Linked DNA regions of Ovis aries: region 2 is linked to region 1. The links are chromatin contacts, called in public Hi-C maps. All regions are on one chromosome and are shown on one strand. Each heading gives the region's core, a stretch centred on a gene start, on an enhancer-like site or on the middle of the called end of the contact. The rest is flanking DNA. Distances are from core to core; before and after follow the strand shown. Region 1 has its middle 51 kb from the start of MYLIP. Region 2 overlaps LOC132658311 (a long non-coding RNA gene).

Evidence for each region. Hi-C and Micro-C count contacts between places; a contact is called where the count stands out from the background.
Region 2: a contact with region 1 is called in a Hi-C map of liver, with 4 times the contacts expected there. The contact joins two enhancer-like sites. A contact is called at or near these places in 3 of 16 Hi-C or Micro-C datasets (liver and tail adipose tissue).

What each region holds. Positions count from the first base shown.
Region 1 is chr20:40,145,948-40,148,860 of ARS-UI_Ramb_v3.0, reverse strand. No RefSeq gene overlaps it. Among named protein-coding and RNA genes, the nearest start is that of MYLIP, 51 kb to the left of the region's middle. Within about 2 kb of position 1,285, at least 7 of the 54 cell types and tissues checked have an H3K27ac peak or open chromatin away from gene starts, as enhancers often do. A contact at or near this core is called in liver, where this site is marked.
Region 2 is chr20:40,410,793-40,413,931 of ARS-UI_Ramb_v3.0, reverse strand. LOC132658311 (a long non-coding RNA gene) reads right to left here. Exons shown (of 3, transcript XR_009597745.1): 3 at 716-977. It also overlaps a transcript of DTNBP1 not described here. Among named protein-coding and RNA genes, the nearest start is that of DTNBP1, 160 kb to the left of the region's middle. Within about 2 kb of position 1,846, at least 5 of the 54 cell types and tissues checked have an H3K27ac peak or open chromatin away from gene starts, as enhancers often do. A contact at or near this core is called in liver, where this site is marked.

The DNA.
Region 1 (2,913 bases), core at 36-2,535:
ACCTCTGCTATGTATGAGCTTTCCTACTCTGGGCACCTTTACCTCTCAAAAGTTGAATTCATACCTCATGCCTACTTTTTGGAATCTTCAAAAGTTATACATGAGCTGGAAAGAAAAAATACTCTAGTTGACATATTGCCATAAAAACAACTTAAAATAGATGTTTAAAGCTTTCAGCTAATTTTCCTAGGCAAATGAATCTTTCATATAACAAATGGCAGTATCAAAATCTTATGGCTTGAATTGGCATAGCTATACCTGGTTTTCTTCGGGGGCGGGTTGGGGGGGGGGGGAGGAGTTAACTCTCCAAAGGACCATCTTTGAGAAGAAGCCAGTCCAAACCTGAGGATATGTAAAGTTGCACCCTTCAAGCAAATAGAGAAGGGAACTAACCCAAGTTTATTTCCATGAAAGTAGAAATATGTTGGAATCGAGTTTACTGTAATGGTTGCAATTACCATTTAGTTTATGTCATCTCATTAGAGCTGTAGATTGGTTGTATAAAACATACATATGGAACCTATAACATCCTCTAATTCCTCATCAGCAAAAGGAAATAAAAACAAAATTGAATGCCTCTTAAGCACTCGATTCTTCATACAACAGTATGGAATTAGATTGTGGTGAGAATGCTATTTTTCAGCCAAGGAATCCTGTGTCCAAGAGCAACTTGCCTGAGGTCAGTAGGTTAGTAGGCAGCCTAACCAGGAGTCCAACTCCAGCGTGCCAGTTCCAAAGTCCATGCTCGTTTTGTTGCAGTGACACAAATGAGCAATATACCAGAAAATTGTTAGTAGGCATTTAGTAAATGTAAATGTGCAGTAAAAACACATTCTGCTGAGAATCAGGGGGAATAAAGGTGATACTGAAACCACGAGAGAGCAGTCCACTTCCTCCAAGTCCTGTCAATTAGCTTTTTAAGACCCTGTAGAGCGGAGAAGGCAATGGTACCCCACTCCAGTACTCTTGCCTGGAAAATCCCATGGACGGAGGAGCCTGGTAGGCTGCAGTCCATGGGGTCACTAAGAGTCAGGCATGACTGAGCGACTTTACTTTCACTTTTCACTTTCATGCATTGGAGAAGGAAATGGCAACCCACTCCAGTGTTCTTGCCTGGAGAATCCCAGGGACGGGGGAGCCTGGTGAGCGGCCATCTGTGGGGTCGCACAGAGTCGGACACGACTGAAGCGACTTAGCAGCAGCCGCAGCAGTAGAGCAATATGAGGACAGCCATTCAATCTGGTCATAAGAACTGGTTGGAACCTTTACCACCACCTAGAGGTCATTGGGCTGAACTGCATAAACACAGGGAAAATGTTATTGAAGTGACTGTAAAGTCCCGTGCATATTACGGTTTTTTCATTACCATGTTGAACTGACATAGTATTAGATCCCTGGGAAAAACAAATGATCCTCAGAAAAGAGAGAGTTTCCAGCCTCCTGAACATAAAGTAGGTCATGGAGTGGGGAAGACCATCTGGAGAAAGAGGTTGTTTCAAGAATATTCCTGCCTTAGTTTAAGCTGCCACTTCCTGTACCAGCAACTACATTTTGAAGAACGTATGTTCCTCACGTGCTACAGAGAGGCAGCCATTAATACCATCCTCTTGCTTCCTGGGAAGGATGATGTAAGGGGCAAAGAGAAAGGAATATGTGAGAATCCAACCTTTCACATTCTTGAAGCTGGACTCCTGGTTCATTCTTGGTGTATTTAAGCAAGATCAGAAGAAGCAAATTTAATATGCAGTCTATGATTTTATTTCCTCGAAAAAATAATCATTTTTATTTTAATATTTGTGGAACAGATCAAAAATCTCCCATCTGAGACACTTGAGGGAAAGAAAAGGAAAAGGAATAAGGAAGGGTCTCATACTACTTGAAAAGAAATACGTCTTCTGCGATTCAGACTTTGCCTCTCAGTGAGGGTCTCAGTTCATCTTGTATCTACACAGCCAGTGTCCTGATGGCTCTGAAACCACCTTACATCTACTCTGGGTTTGGGCTGACTTCTTCTCTATGGCACACCAGTGGAAAGTTTGGTTGTGAGTCATTGCATACCAAGACCCTTCACACAACCAGACAGACCTTCTGGTAGAGGTTCTGGAATTAACTTCTCCTAGACTCACACCTATACATTTTATAATTAAATTGTCAAAAGCTAAAGCCAGGGAAAGACTTTTAAAAGTAGCAAGAAAAAAGCGACTTATTCATATACATGGGAATCCTCATAAGACTATCAGCAGATTTTTCATCAGCAACTTTACAGGCCAGAAGGGAGTGGTATGATATATTCAAAATCCTGAAAGAAAGAAAAAAAAAAAAACTTGCCAATCAGGAATACATTATCAGACAAGGTTTTGCTTCATGACTGAAGGAGAGATAAAGAATTTTCTAGACAAACAAAAGCTGAAGACAAGTTCATCACCCTTCGACTAGCCTTCAAGAAATTGTTAAAGGGAGTTCTTCAAGCTGAAACGAAGACACTATTTAGTAGCAGGAAAACAAAACAAAGATATAACTCATCTGTAAAGGTAAATATATAAAGTCCTGATTATACTAACATCATAATGGTGGTGAATAGATCATTTATAACACTAGAATGAAAGTTAAAGGACAAAAGTATTAAAAATAACTAAAACTATAATACAATTGGTTAATGGAAATAGAATTTTTAAAGGTTGTAAATTGTGACATCGAAATCATAAAATGGGAGTTAGTGTCTAAATGTCAAATTTTGTTCAAAATTAGGTTGTTATCCGCTTAAATAGAATTATTCATATAAGATGTTTCATTTTAAAAATACAGTAAAAATACATGACCATCAGCAGGTCACATCATTAGGGTACCACCTAGTTCAGCCTCTTGCCCAGAGCATCCTACTGTAAGTGGAGCTGATTGAAGCTATGCCTATGG
Region 2 (3,139 bases), core at 597-3,096, 260 kb before region 1:
TAAATAGAAAAGGCCACCATGGGGGCCAATCCTGAGAACATGTGGGAAAACGCATATGCTTAGGCAGCTGTGTGACTGCCCTTGGTTAGGAGTAGAGAAACAGCTAAACATGTCTTTCATTGATCACAACAGGCTACAAATAATTTGTTGAAAAAATAGTGCATCTCATGGGTCTTTTCAGTTTTACAGATAGAAAAATTCATCCAAAATTTTTTAAAGTGTGTTTGGTCTCAATGACTTAGTTTGGGTCTATAAAGTAATGGCACAGAGATGTGATCATTATTTGTGTAATCAACTTTAGGTAAATAATTTCAAATTACTAAATTATATGTGTGTATATATCTATAGCTATATATCTTGCATATGTGACTACCCAAATAATTTCTGACTCTTCATAAAGCCTTACAACATGAAGCAGGTATGATCTGAATGAATAAAAGTGTTATTAAAATTTGGCTTTACCAGAGCTTATTTACAAGGAATGGTTGAGAATTTTAAAAGAACTTCATTATCCAACCATTAACAGTTACCAACAGGATGTAGATTGTGTGTGTGTGTGAGAGAGAGAGATCTTTAAAAATGACTTTTGCAGTGACATTCTGTTGAATGACCCAGTGACCTGACTGATAACAGGACTCAGTGGGGACATCGCAGTTTTTCCTAAGTGAATTACGGTTAGAAGATAATCACGTTTGGAAGACTTATCTGTTTTCAAATTTTATTAAGCCCGGTGGGGTCTCCCAGAATTACTTCTCTGGAATCATCAGTGAATAAGAATAAATGGTAATTTATTCTGCATATTTCCCTCCTGAATCAAGAGGGCGACATGTAGGTAAGGGTGCTATGAAACCTCTGAGCGTGCGGGGGGCCGGTGGAGACCCAGCTGGAGAAGTCAGGAGACTTGAGAGCAAGGCTGGCGGGGCAAGTTCAGATTGTCCCAGTTCTACATAGCAGGCCACCTTCGTGCCTGAAAATACCTGTGGGAGGAAGTGAGAAGCAGGAATTGTCATTTCCATTTAATCGATAAGGAAAAACTCAGAAAGGTCAAAGGATTTATATGCCCAGGGCCACACAACTGATGTGTAACAGAGCTGGGATTGAAAACCCAGTCTTCTAACTACAAATGTTGGATTCTTTCTACTTCATTACACTGACTCATATCTACCGAGTTCTCTCTCAAGTTCTAATTAAAAAAAAAACATCCATGAAATAAATGCAAGGGAGTTAACAGTGGATGGGTGGTGTACTTCATTTTCTAAGGATAAATGTCTTCCTTTGTTGCTAAATAATAGTAATAGACTCTAAATATTACCATGAAAATGTTTAATAAAAATGCCTGAAGAGTTCTTTATAAATTGGGGCTAAATGAAATAGATTAAATCTTAAAAAGGAGGGCATTTGATCAGGCCTCATAGCTAAATAAGGTTTGGAAGTATTTTAAGGACTTGTTAAGTAAATAAGAGAGACTTTGTCTAGTAAGTCTAAGTGCTATGTCAAAATGTAACCAAAATTGTTCCTGGAAAATAAAATTTCCATGTCACGTACATGTGATGTACTTTGTTTGGGCTCTCATGGGATGGAGCAGGAATGGTGAAATAGAAAAGCATTTTAAAATTCTTTTTAGTTTCTTTCTTGCAAAGAAACAAAAGCTGGCAGCTTTAAGAGTGGTGCCAGGGAACAAAGTCCTGGGAACAAAGGAAACTGCTGATTTGGATTGTAACTGGAAATGATTCATCACTTTCCTAGCTAGTGATTTTTCGGCAACCTGGTTGAAAGTGTATGGTCATACTGGGTGAGCAGAACACTCAAAGCCCTGTTCCTAATAACACTGCCAACCAATAACCACACAGAACAAAGTACGTTACTTAGTGTTTCCTATGCATCAGACTGTTCCAATCACTTTACACAGAGGAACCCATTTAAGACTCCAGACCAACCCCAGAGGGGAGTTAATAGTATTTTCCCCATTCTATACAGGTTGAATCTTAGAACTGGCCTGTGATTTCATTTTCTGATATAAACTGACCTGTGACTTTATAGCTGATTCAATTTTTAAAATTTCATAGTCTTAACAACTAGTCTCCAAGGATGTGGCAAAAAGATGTGTTTTCTACTTTAAAAGCTAATTTTAAAATATAAACGAATTTGATGAATTTCCTACCAGGGAGTAGAAGAACGATTATTGAATCTTAGGAAGGTGGTAAATTCTTTTCTAGAGGTCATTTCTTTAAAAAAGCCGAGATTTGGGGAGAGGGTAGGAAAAATCACGGGACTGAATCACCATCTCGTCTACGTTCCTTTAAAGACGTGCTGTTCTTTGATTCATAATGTTTTGCTCAGGATTAAAATCTAGAGTGAAAGGTGCTTCCATTTTGGTGGAGTAAGTCTACTCTGAGCTCTTTCCTTGATAACCTCATGTAGGATGAGGGTTTGAGAATTGAGGCTGGTTGGGAGAAGAGTTTGGTAAAAGAGATCTGGATGCAGTCTTGAATGAGGGCAACCTGGGAATCTAATAATCACAGTCTGAAATAGCAAGGTCAGAGCAGACAGGCAGAGAGGTTGGGATGCTCCCACAAGCCAGTGAACTGCCATGAAGTCAGGCAAACCAAGTCAACTGGTTCAAACTGACAAAGAAGTAGGGTGGAGAAATTCTTTGAAGCAACATAAGGGAAGGTATGAAATACTATCAGCATTCCTGTAACTTCACTTGAGGACAAGCAAGGATTAGTTATGGGGACTCAGGTGGCCCAACATATATAGACACAAACACACAGAAACAAAGGTGTCTCGAGTGAGTTCCTTGTAATAACCATGCTCAACTTACATAATCTATTACTGCTTTTCATTTTGGGAATCACCATATTCATCCTAAAATAGAACAGTTGCATAATTTTTTTAAAAGTTGAAATGACTTAACTTGTTTTGACATGGCTTCTGAGAATTTCAACATACCTTCCTATATATCTTGAGACAGACACCTTATAAGTTGTCTTAAAGCAATGGTTTTCTATCTGTGTTCTGGTCATGGTAAACCCCAAACTTTGTGAAGAATGTCTCTATTAGAAACAGTATAATACTCTGTGTGAAGTGAGTTGAAGGATTAAACATAATACCTTCTTTCACCACCTCTAACACCCTC